Regions from separate parts of the Callithrix jacchus genome. Here region 1 is linked to region 2. The links are chromatin contacts, called in public Hi-C maps. All regions are on one chromosome and are shown on one strand. The core of a region is the stretch at or near the end of the contact, and the rest is flanking DNA. Distances in the headings are between cores, read along the strand shown. Region 1 overlaps HLCS (holocarboxylase synthetase). Region 2 has its middle 14 kb from the start of CLDN14.

Region 1 (6,793 bases), core at 4,029-6,528, 410 kb after region 2:
CAGTGGCTCACGTCTGTAATTGCCTCACTTTGGGAAGCTGAGGCGGATGGATCACCTGAGGTCAGCAGTTTGAGACCAGCCTGGCTAACGTGGTGAAACCCTGTCTCTACTAAAAATACAAAAATTAGCCAGGCGTGGTGGTGGACACTTGTAATCCCAGCTACTTGGGAGGCTGAGGCAGGAGAATTGCTTGAACCCAGGAGGCAGAGGTTGCATGAGCTGAGATCGCACCACTGAACTCCAGCCTGGGCAACAAGAGCAAGACACTGTCTCAGAAAAAGAACCAAAACAAAAAGTAATGAGCCTCTTCACTGCCCTGTAAGCCAGCTTCCTCTCCTGGGGGCAAGGACTCCTTCCCTGCCCTGCCCTACTTATCAGGGTCACTGTGAGACCCAAATGAGATAGCGACACAGGTAAACGCTTGGTTAACTAGAACACACGCCACAAAGATGAGGAATTATCCCTTGTTTTCCAGAAACATCCGCAGCAAGGGCTTGTACTTAGTAGGCATACAGATATTTGCTACACGAAGGGGCCAGTTGAAGGAGAAACAACTTTGTGATATGACTTAGTCTCAGTTTCTTCAGAAAGCAAGCAATGTCTGAAAAGCAGCCCCCATTTCAGTATGTTCATGCATATTGAATCATCATGTTGCACACCTTAAACATACACAATAAAAAAATGCAACATAAAGGACTTCCCGGGGTAGAAGAGTCTGTACCCATTTTTTGATATGTTTACAAATATCTAAACTATCCTCACCAACAAAACTTGCTTTTTTTTGGGGGGGGGGCAAGTTTCGCAATAAAAATTCAGGGTTAAATCAAAATGAAATGTCATAACTAGTTTTTGCTTTGAAGTACGTGTTATCCATTCTGGCCAGGCATGGTGACTCACACCTGTAATCCCAACACTTTGGGAGGCTGAGACAGGTGGATCATGAGGTCAGGAGTTCAAGATCAGCCTGACCAACATGGCAAAACCCTACTAAACTCTACTAAAAATACAAAAAATTAGTCAGAAGTGGTGGCAGGTGCCTGTAATCCCAGCTACTCGGGAGGCTGAGGCAGGAGAATCGCTTGAACCCAGGAGAGAGAGACTGCTCTGAGCCAAGATTGTGCCACCACACTCCAGTCTGGGCAACAGAACAAAACTCCATCTCAAAAAAAAAAGTACATATTATCCATTCCACAACTCCCTGCTACCAAAATCACCAACACAAATACCATGGTGATTTTGCCCCGTTATTTCAGTAACAAACTCAGTTGTCACTTCTTGTGACAGCTACATCTTGATCCCAAGGGTAAGGTAACTGGACATGGGACTCCTGCCAAGAGTACAACCAGCTTCTTTTTCTCAGAGCATTGACACACCATTAGCCACCGTTGGCCACGGTGAACACGCACAAGTTTCCCAAGCTTTTTCATACTGGAAAAAACCTCGTGCTCCCCAGATCCTGAGCAAACGTCCCAGGCTAGGGTAGCAATGCACAAGGTCTCCAGTTATGAGAGGCAAAGGTGCCAGCCTTCTTGGGGGTGGCACATCCCACCCTCTTCCACTTCCTCTGGCCTCACTGGGGGGATCAAAAGGGACCCGCTGGCGGGCAACTAACTCTGCAGGGGTGGAGGGTGGGGGCTGGCTCTGCCCCACACACAGGTCCAGGTCCTGGCCAGTCGCAACCCTTCAGCAGCCCCTCCCAGTGAGACGCCTTGAAGCGGGCCTCCTGTGCTCTCCCTTTCTGCCATTGCTCTGGCAGAGCTAAAAAGGAAAACAGATTCTCAATTGGGAAAGAATTACATTTTTTCTCTATTATTTTTTATCAAATTTGATAGAAAATAAAATCTATTAAAATGTTTCTATAAAACATAAAATAATTATGTTTTTTTCTGGTGTTCTGTGAGGGAAAGAATTGTGTTTCTTCTATAAAATCGGTGTCTCTCACAAACACTCACGTCTCGGCACGGTAAAGATGTAATGTGGCTCACTGCCCGTCCCCCGCTTGCGATGGGAAGATGTGGCAGACACCAGGTGATCCCACCCAGGACACCCAGCAGTCAGCCATGTGGTGTTTCTCACCCACCAACATCTGCAGAGAGGAAGCCATGGAGAGGCCCCCATATATGTGGTCTTGGAGAAACAGTTCAAAGGACTCTGCCAAGTAACTGGACCATCCCAGCAGGGGTGGGGCACCCAAATTATGAACTCACACCAGGGGTACCCTCCACCCACAGAAGCAAAGGGAGCACTTCAGCTCGGAGGCACCCGCACACCAACTCACAGCTCACAGTTAACCATGGGAGTCACGGCTGCCACAGGCCACGAACAAGAGTCACGGGTTTTACTATCAAAGAGAAACCTTTTTAAATAATATGACAAATACTAACATTAGCCAAAGTGTCAAGACCTATACGAGATTCCCCGCCTTTTAACATCCAAGTGTGACCATGTGTGAGATACCTTCAAAGTCCAATGACACACAGTCATTTGTTTTTTAGTTTTTAATAACTAATTTGGCTCATTATAAAAGCGATATATGATCATTATAGAAAACTTGGAAAATACAGAGAAAGTGTTAAAAGATTATTAAAATCACCCTTAAGCACTCCACTAGAAATATATCCAGTATATACCAGATTTCCTTTTCCTTCCAATCTTGTTTCCTTTTTTTTTTTTTTTTTTTTTTTGAGACAGGGTCTCATTCCGTTGCCCAGGCTGGAGTGCAGTGGCACAATCACAGCTCACTGTAGCCTCAACTCCCTGGCTCAGGTAATCCTCCTGCCTCAGCCTCCTGAGTTGCTGGGACTACAAGCATGCACTACCATGCCTGGCTAATTTTTGTATTTTTTGTAAAGAATACAAAATTTTTCCAGGTTTCCCAGGCTCGTTTTGAACTCCTGGGCTCGAGCGATCCACCGGCCTCCGCCTCTAAAAGCACTGGGATTATAGGCATGAGCCGCCGCACACAGGGTAGTCTTCTTTCTACGGAGATAGGTGTATGGCAAACGTGTGTTTGTTTTATGGTTTAACTTTTGTTCATTTTGTTGGGACCCAAATTTCAATCCTCCTTCTGCGAGGTTCCATGAACTGTGAAAGCCTTGGCGGGAGGAAGCCCAGCTCGGCCGCCCAGAGCCTGCGCCTCAGCCAAGTCCTGCTTCCTCCTGGTGTCGGGCACAGTGACGCTGATGAAGTCACACATGACGGGTTTTACAGTGGGAATCACACTCTACCGTGGTGTTTGGGACCGACGAAAGCCTCGGAGCACATCCTTCACAAATGTCAAGAGCCAAGTGTCATTGACGCGAGGGCTTTTTCTCCTCGGGTCTTGCTGGTGTCCTTTCCAGTCATATCACAGTAACAGACAAGCACATAAATCTTCTGTGCTATTCGTCATAAAGAGCAAGTGTCAAGGCAGCAAACTGTATAAACACAGCTGGCACACAGTAAAACTATTTAGATAACTGGTGGATTTATTTTGTTATTTCATATCCCATACTATAATAGTACCTAGGACATGGTAAATGTTGAATGCAAGACGAATATTATTAACTGGGACATTGAAATCATTTCTGCAGACCCAAAAGAAAGTGCCACCAATATAATAGAAAACTATAAAATTATACTATGTGAAACTGATACAGAGAGAAAAAAATTAAATCTCTGAAGAACAACTTTATAGTTCTAGGATTCTGTATGCCAGGCAGCCTAGCTCAGCAGCGACACCCTGTGGCGAGAGATCTTTGATTCCCAGCAACAGAGCCACAGGAAGCAGAAAGCGGGCCCAGGCATCCAATCCCTAAGGCAGGTGATGAGCTGAATGGACAGGGGGATTTAGCAGATGACTGGGTGCCAAGATTCTTCCATGAAACTTAATTCCATGGGGATGACAGAGATCTGTTAAGTAGGGATGCCGGAAAGAAACCCAAATGCAAAGTACAAACCCAATTCCACTCCCAGGCTCTGTGGTCCAGGTCTATAAACACTGACCCACAGCACAGTGACCGGATACAGGAGGAATTCAGCCTTCTCTGGAAAGACCAACTCAGTCGTGTAGATCCACGTTCAAATTCATTTGCATCATCCTTTAGATAACTTGTATTCCAAGAAAACATCAGATAGAACTGAATTCTGCCATTTCCTTCTTTAGCAGATTCAAGGTCATCTAAGCAGTTAATACAGAGGCCAGGCATGGTGGCTCACGCCTGTAATCCCAACACCTTGGGAAGACAAGCCAGGCACATTTTTGAGCTTAGGAGTTCAAGACCAGCCTGGGCAACATGGAGAAACCCCGTCTCTACAAAAAGTATTTAAAAATTAGCCAAGTGTGGCGATGCAAACCTGTAGTCCCAGATACTAGCAGGGGCTGAGGTGGGAGGATCTCATGAGCTTGGGAGGTTGAGGCTGCAGTGAGCCATAATTGCACCACTACACTCCAGCCGGGGCAACAGAGCAAGACCCTGCCTCAAAAACTAACAATAAACATTAATAAATGAGGGTATGTACAACATACACATAATCATTCCATTCCTTGGGCTCCCAAAGTAAAGCAGAACTCAGTCAGAAATAAGCAACTGAGACGAGAGTAGTCCACAGCACAGATACTCAAGAAAACCAGCAAGGCCAAGTGGAGGGCCCGCAGTGGGAAGTGAACGTTTCTGAAAATAATTCTTTTCTGAAGTTATTATGTAATAAGGGGCTTAGTAGGGAGTGATCGTGTATGTGTATACAGAGCAAAATATTTGCTCTAATCATGTTCAAGCATTTCATTCCCAAGGTTTGTGAAAAGGGAAATCAGTACTCCCGCAACTGATCAATCAATAGGTGAAAATGTATCACCTCCCACTGCCCCAGGCTGTTTAAAAAAACTGAAAGAACAAAAATGTGAAGTGTCTGTTGTGTGCTTGAATATAATTGGACACATGATACAAAGCCCCAACTTGGGTATTCAGGTCATACTCATCCTAAATACACCAGAAATGCCAAGAATTCCAAACTTCTGCCCACAGGTGAATAACCTGGGGCGGGGCTGCTCTTTCCTATCCACTGCTCTGTCCAAGAGTCTGGAGGTCAAGTCCAAAGACCAGCATGATCAGAACTCCCAGAAAGGGCAGGGCCAGGCCACCTCACTCCCTGACTTCCCCGGCTGGGAGCCTCTGAGCAGGCACTCGCTAAGGTAGCCAGCCCCAGCACTCCACGCCCAGGAAAAGAGGGACAGCGAAGGTCTAGGGGAGTGGGACACCAGTCACACTTCCCAACATGGCCCTGCCCCACTCCTCCAAGGTGGGTTGCCCATAACACTTGAAGCCCTGAGGGCTGGTTTTATTTTGATTTTTTTTTTATAAGTCACAAGTCAGAGGTGACACTTCCTTCTATTAATGCAACACATAAAAACAGAGATACTCCACTCTCTCGGGATGCTCTGAGCTCCTGGGACAGAGAGGCAAACAAAAGGCACACCATTAATTCCAAAGAGCATCCATCAAACCAGTGCAAACTGGCTAAAGACTGGATGAAAGTATAATAAAAGAAAGTTTCTTAAATAGAAAAAAAAAAATTGGGCTGTGCACAGTGGCTAACGCCTGTAATTCCAGCACTTTGGGAGCCCAAGGCAGGCAGATCACCTGAGGTCGGGAGTTCAAGACCAGCCTGACCAACATGGAGAAACCGTGTCTCTACCAAAAATACAAAATTAGCCAGGTGTGGTGGCACATGCCTGTAATCGGGAGGATGAGGCAGGAGAATCACTTGAACCCAGGAGGCAGAGGTTGCAGTGAGCCGAGATTGCACCATTGCACTCCAGTCTGGGCGACAAGAGCAAAACTCCATCTCAAAAAAAAAATCATTCATTACTATATTATTCATTTTTAAATTAAAAACATACCTGTAGTCTTTTAAAACAAGGTAACAGGCACTTGTTAGACACATTATACACATTTAACTCATTCAACCCCAACAACGTAGTAATTGCACTATCGTCTAAATAATACAATTTATGCAGAACTTTCACATATATGATTTCATCTAGTCCTCAAATAACCCTATAAGATGTTCCAATCCCAAATGCTCTCAGATTTTCTGTCTGTCTTCTCCAAGTGAGCCCATCATCCCGAGATAGCTCATAGCTCTGCCATCCTCCAAAAACTAAGGGACACAGTGTAACACAAAGGAAATTGCCTCCTTTTTAAAAAATGCTGGGGTGAGAGGTAAAATTTGTTCTGTTCAAGAGAAAGCAGCTAAGTTTGGTGTTTTTTTGTTTTTTTTGAGATGGAGTCTCGCTCTATTGTACAGCCTGGAGAGCAGTGGGGCGATCTAGGCTCACCACAACCTCCGCCTCCCAGATTCAAGCAGTTCTCTCCCTCAGCCTCCCAAGTAGCTGGGATTGCAGGCATCTAACACCACATCCGGCTAATTTTTATATTTTCAGTAGAGATGGGGTTTCTCCATGTTGGCCAAGCTGGTCTTGAACTCCTGACCTCGTGATCCACCCACCTTGGCCTCCCAGTTTGATGTTTAAAGTCATCAAGACTATTGAGTGTTTGCAGAAACTACATGGTTATGTTATTAAACTCACAAATTTGTCTGTTCAGAGAAGACAACAGAGATAGACAAAATAATTTGTCACAATGACTGCGAAACTGACAGCATGGCCAAGCCAGGGGGATTAGCAAGAACACACACCTGGGGAATCTGGCGACCTGCCCAAAACCAGGTATCAATCACAGGCAGCAGGTGCAAGCACCGGCCGAGAAAAGTCCCGAACACATTCCCAGCTCCATGGGCATTTTCTTGTTAGACA
Region 2 (6,074 bases), core at 28-2,527:
TTCACCATGTTGGCCAGGCTGGTCAAAAGCACTTCAATTTTGGAGGAGGCTTAGAAGGTGGCTTTGCTAAATTCTGTGAGATCTGTTTGGAAATACAGGATGGAGGGAAGGAGAAGATGAGCAGGGAGCACTGAGCAGGAGGCTGCTCCTCCAGCCCTTGGTCCTCTGTCATCGGGTAGATGCTTTTGGAGGGACATCCGGACATCTGCTGGCTCCCGGTCTCCAGCCCAGCCTCAGGGGCTCTTTGCCACTGCCCTGCCATCCTTCCCTACCCGGAGTCCTGTCCTCAGTCTTCTTTTCTTCCGAAAGCCCCTGTATTGGTTTACAAGTCATACTGGATTAAGGTCCACCTTCTTGCAGGATGACCTCATTGTGACTCCACTAACGACGTCTGCAACGACCCTATTTACAAATAAGCTCACAATCCAAGGTTCTGGGAAGGATGTGAATTTGGGGGGGCACTATTTAACCCCATAAGCCCCCCTCCAGTCTCCACTGTCATTGCAATCACCCACAGATGCTCCCAGCCTAGCGGCCGGCCCATCAGATCACTTACTGCGCCTACCCTGGTAGCCTCGTCTTCTGCTCCAGAAGCCCTCCTCTTAATGTTATGTTCCTATGAAGAAACCCATTTGTCCTTTAACTATTTAATTATCTCTAAGCTACTGTACCTACATTTTCTTTTTTATTTTTTGAGACAGAGACTTGCTCTGTCATCCAGGATGGAGTGTAGTGGCGCGATCTCGGCTCACTGCAACCTCCACCTCCTGGGTTCAAGCAGTTCTCCCGCCTCAGTCTCCCAAGTTTTCACTTCAAATCTGCATACGCAGCCTTTTTGTTTTACGGGCTGGGTTCCTACAGAGAGTTATTCGTGAGGGATTGAGTGCATTTAGGCTATTAGTAAAGAGTGATCAAGATTAGAATAGTGCTGCTTCCTGTGTTCGAGTCTCTAAGGTTGCTGCTGGGGGCGTGTTGCAATGTCTGTCCTGGGGCCCCACCCAGGCCTACCGAATCAGAATTTCAGGACGGGAGGTTGGGAATCTGTGCTTTTATGTCAGCCCCTGTTCCAATCCAGGTGACTCTCATGCATTGTGAAGTTGAGAGTCATTGATTTAGACACGTAGATAATAAAATATTCTTGGGCTACAGAGCCAAAGGCAAAGCGAGGGACATATTACAGCTCATGGGGCCAGCTGGCCAAAGCCAGCAGGGATTTATTGCTTCTCAGATGATCAACGCTTCCACAAGGCTGCTGTCATCTCCTGATGACAGAACAACATTCTCACAGAATCGGGGGCTGATGGAGAAAATCAGGGTTCTCCAAGCCACCCTGTGGGCGGCACTGGGCCCAGAAGCACACACAGAGTCTACCTGTCCTGCCATGCGACTCCTGCGAGGTGGAGAATTAGAGCATGTTGTTCATTTATAATGTTTGCTTTGCCTTGGAAGCAGCCTGGGGCAGTTCAGGCTAGGTTTTCACTGCGGTGTTTGACTTGGCTTAGCTGCAAAGGTCCTCCTTTCTAGTCTGTTTATGGCAAGTTAGCACACGGCCCCATATCCAGGAGCCTAACACCAGACCCAGCAGAAGGCAGGGAGTGGGCAATGAAATGAAATGTTGGCGGGGCTGGGTTGGGCTTCCCCATACCTGCCCTCTCAGCTGGGAGCTTGCCTGAGGTCACGCTGGGCACGAGGCCACCTCAGACTTTGCAGCCTTGGACCTGTTACTGCAGCCCAAGTGACAGTGACATCTCAGACAGTGACACGTCCCGCTGACAAACCACAGGGTCTGGAGGATAAGTTCCTAGGAAGGAGATACATTCCATTCTTTTTTAGACAGAGTTTCATTCTGTCACCCAGGCTGGAGTGCAGTGGCACAATCTTGGCTCACTGCAAACTCCACCTCCCAGGTTCAAGCAATTCTCCTGCCTTGGCCTCCTGAGTAGCTGGGATTATAGGCATGCACCACCATGTCTGACTAATTTTTGTGCTTTTAGTAGAGACATGGTTTCATCTTGTCGGGCAGGCTGATCTCGAACTTCTTGCCTCAAGTGATCCACCTGCCTCAGCCTCCCAAAGTGCTGGGGTTACAGGTGTGTGCCACCGTGCCTGGCTGACACATTCCATTCCTTAGCTCCCTCTTTGCTTACATATTTTCTTTCCTTTTTATGAAGTCGACTCACCATCAGTAGGAAGTTGCTGATTCTTTTTCTTGTTTACTCCTAAGTTTCAAATAGCCACACTTAGTATTTTAATAAGACTCATGATCGCCGTGCCAGCCACCCCATCCACATCGTTTCCTCTCATCTGCACAGAGCTCTACGCAGGGAGTATGACTTGATCCCATTTAATGATGAGAAAGCAAACTCAGAGAGCTTACATCAGTGGCCCAAAGTGGCCCAGCTAATTAATACCTGGGGAGCGTGGCTCAGCAGCAGATCTCAGCAATGTGCCTGCTGTCTGCCCGGCTAATGGCCTGCCGCATCCTGAACCCTTCAGTGGCACCTTCACGTTTCCTTCTCTGCCTTTAGGAGGAAAGGATGATGGCTTATCTGAGGGCTGAAGGATTTCACCCGGGTCAAGCCCCATTTGCATGAAATATATCTGCCCAGTTTCTATCAGCAACATGAAGAGCAAAGAAATCTACCTGTTTATATTGCCACCTCTGTAGGGTATTAAAATACACTATTAATGGAAGTTTCTGTCACTCTCTCTCTCTCTCTTTTTTTTTTTTAGAAAAGTGAAACCATGACTGGGAAACACTAGGGTGGGTGGGAGAAACCAGTTAAAATCTGACCTTGGGGACATGGCAACGGTCATCTGACCCAGGGAGGGTCACATTCAAAGAGCACAGACAAGGTTTCCCAGAAGTCAGTGGGACATTTGGGCCTGAGACTATGAAACTGAACTGGAACTTACTGGCTTTAGGGAACAGGCCCAGAACTCCTAAATGTCCTCCTTGAGGATCTCCTTCCTTCCTGTTTCCTTCTAGATATTCTGCTGCTTTGACACGGATGCCACCCGCTGACTCCAGACTCATGCATTCCACTCAGCATGGGTGGCGACTGGGAGGCTCTGTTAGTCTCTCTTTTTTGGTAGCCTGGCCCTAAATTAAAGGGCCCATGGTTCTCTGTAATTGAACACACCCCAGGCTCCCAGCTAGCCCCCCTCCTCGAGAGGGGTTGTTTTTGATGGCAGGAGGGAGATCAAAGTGAATGTATTTTAGGATCTTGTTACTAGGCCACAAAAAAACACTGGATGGAAAAAGTCTTATGAATTTAAAAATCCCATTAAAAAAAAACCCAAGGAACCCAAAAGGGGTTAAGCTATTGTTTAAAACATAGACCCAGTGCCTGAACCCTACATACTCGTTTGCAGAGGTTGGAAGAGGTTGGAAGGGGTTAATGGTGCTATTCTTTCCTGAATGTTCTGGAACACACCACGGTGAGCGAAAAGCAGTCAGAGGGAACCATCGTGAGGAGTAGTATGTGTTCACCTGTGTTAACTCCAGTATCCGCAATAGCTGAACCTTAGAATTATCCGAACTATGCACGCTGGGAAGCAAGAGCTTTGATGGGTTTAGTGACCTGTCCAAGATTATGAAGTTAGCAAGAGGCAGGGTCCAGAAACGAACAGTCCTTTCTTCTGCAAGCTGGCTCCCATGAAATACCATTCTTATGCCTGTTGAGGTCTGATGTGGTATCATATTACACTACTGCACGAGCGGCAGGGGGTCAAGAGCGTTATTCCATCTCTGTAGTATGCTTAGGGTCAGTCCGAAATCAGCAGAGTTCGCTTTCCGTCATGAAGAGGGTGTTCCGAGGAAATGATATCTTAGACTGCTTTCTTCTAGTGCACAGCCGTCATCGAGAGGCTTCATGTTACTGAGAGGTCTTGTAAACTTTACAGCTACTGTTTCACACGTCATCAACGTTCCCGATCTTATTATGGTGCTCACTTCAAACAATACTGAGTGTGTAAGAATCAAATGCAAATTGTACAGTATTTGACATGGATGTCTTTAGGAGCCAATATTCCTTAAATATCCTGGTTTCACAGTGTTATCCACTAACACTTATAGAGTTTCTTTGCATTCATAAATATAATAGTAGTAAGAATATAAGTTGGTTACTATAAAACAAAACACCATCTTTCCGAACTACTAAAACATCCATGTAACCTTGAATCCATTTCACCTAAAGGAAGGAAAATGTTCTCAACCCAGGCTACACATTAGATCACTTGGGAAGCTTTGAAAAATTCTTAATGCCTGGGCCCTACTCCTAGACCAATTAATTCAGTCTCTGAGAAGTGTGATCTGAGAACTGATAGTTTAGAAAACTACACGGATGGTTTGAACATGCAGCCAGCGTTCAGAACTACTGGGTTTAGGCAAGAATGGATTTTTTTTCTTTTGAGGTGGAGTCTTGATCTGTAGCCCAGGCTGGAGTTCAGTGACATGATCTCAGCTCACTGCAACCTCTGCCTCCTAGGTTCAAGCGAGCCTCCTGCCTCAGCCTCCCAAGTAGCTGCGATGACAGGTGCGCACCACCATGCCAGGCTAATTTTTGTATTTTTAGTAGAGATGGGATTCACCATGTTGACCAGTATGGTCTCGAGCTCCTGACCTCAAGTGATCTGCCTGCTTCAGCCTCCCAAAGTGTTAGGATTATGGGTGTGAGCCACCATGCCCGGCTAATATGGTTTGGCTGTGTCCCCACCCAAATCCCATCTTGAATTCCCATGTGTTGCGGGAGGGACCTAGTGGGAGGTGATTGAATCATGGGGGTGGAGCTTTCTCATTCTGCTCTTGTGATAGTGAATAAGTCTCAGGAGATCTGATGGTTTTAAAAATGGGAGTTTCCCTGCACAGGCTCTCTCTCTGCCTGCTGCCATCCATGTAAGATGTGATTTGCTCCTCTTTGCCTTCTGCCATGACTGTAAAGCTTCCCCAGCCACGTGGAACTGAGTTCTCCATTAAACCTCTTTCCTTCGTAAATTGCCCAGTCTCAGGTATGTCTTTATTAGCAGCATGAAAACGAACTAATACCCCAACCAAGAATGGATTTTTAAATTCATGGAATTAGGTCTGATTAATATCAATGCATTAGTATATAAAGGTCTACATTATGCATTATAATCAAGAGTTTGGAATAAAATGCAACTGAAATATATGCAAAGAATACAATACATACAATACAAGCAGATGCGTAATAAATACTACTGAATTGCTGAATGAATGAATGGCATCCTACAAAGTTTTAAATGAAAAATATATTTTGATGAAATTAAGATGCCATCAATTGTAGGATGAAGCATCACTGATTATGTCACAGAAAAATTAAATGATCACATGCTATCTAGTATATGTCACAGCCTAACTTCAAAAATACTAAAAAGGACAGACATGGGGGCTCACGCTTGTAATAACAGCACTTTGGGAGGCCAAAGTGGGAGGATCACTTGGACACAGGAGTTCAAGACCAGAGTGGGCAATATAGCAAAATCCCATCTCTAGGTAAAAATAAAAAATTACCTGCGCATGGTGGTGCATGCCTGTAGTCCCAGCTACTTGGGAGACTGAGGCAAGAGGATCACTGGAACCTAGTAGTTTGAGGATGCAGTGAGTTATGATCATGCCACTGCACTCAAGCCTGAGTGACAGAGTGGCACCCTGTCTCAAAAAAAAGTTAAAAACAAGAAAAAAATACATTTAAAAATTACTGTATTTTTTAGTCTACACCAACTGTTATACCATTAATTTCCACTAGATGCCGCTGTGATCTGCTACTTTAGGGTCCAGAAGACCATCTGAACGCCAATTTTCTCCAAGGATTTAAAATTGAAATAATTCATACCCTTTGGACACAAAAGATATTTTAACCATCTCATATTTTAGGGGGTTGTGGCTCATTCTTTCTCTGTGTTAAGGTCTATCCAAAGTATCTAATGAAGTGTAAAATTATTTTAAAAGGAAATTGAAAAGTATTATTGGCTTCAGAGAAAACAATTGCTTCCCTTTATCCACGTCCCCAAATTTCACATTTTGCGTGTAACTCATGACCAGTCTGCAGTGG

Evidence for each region. A called contact is a pair of places that touch in the nucleus more often than the background predicts.
Region 1: a Hi-C map of induced pluripotent stem cells shows a contact between it and region 2, with 4 times the contacts expected there. The contact joins two enhancer-like sites. A contact is called at or near these places in 3 of 3 Hi-C or Micro-C datasets (induced pluripotent stem cells and skeletal muscle).

The regions. Positions count from the first base shown.
Region 1 is chr21:42,922,328-42,929,120 of calJac240_pri, forward strand. The region is part of intron 6 of HLCS (holocarboxylase synthetase); the gene reads right to left. Among named protein-coding and RNA genes, the nearest start is that of HLCS, 61 kb to the right of the region's middle. Within about 2 kb of position 5,279, at least 2 of the 16 cell types and tissues checked have an H3K27ac peak or open chromatin away from gene starts, as enhancers often do.
Region 2 is chr21:42,520,509-42,526,582 of calJac240_pri, forward strand. No RefSeq gene overlaps it. Among named protein-coding and RNA genes, the nearest start is that of CLDN14, 14 kb to the left of the region's middle. Within about 2 kb of position 1,278, at least 3 of the 16 cell types and tissues checked have an H3K27ac peak or open chromatin away from gene starts, as enhancers often do.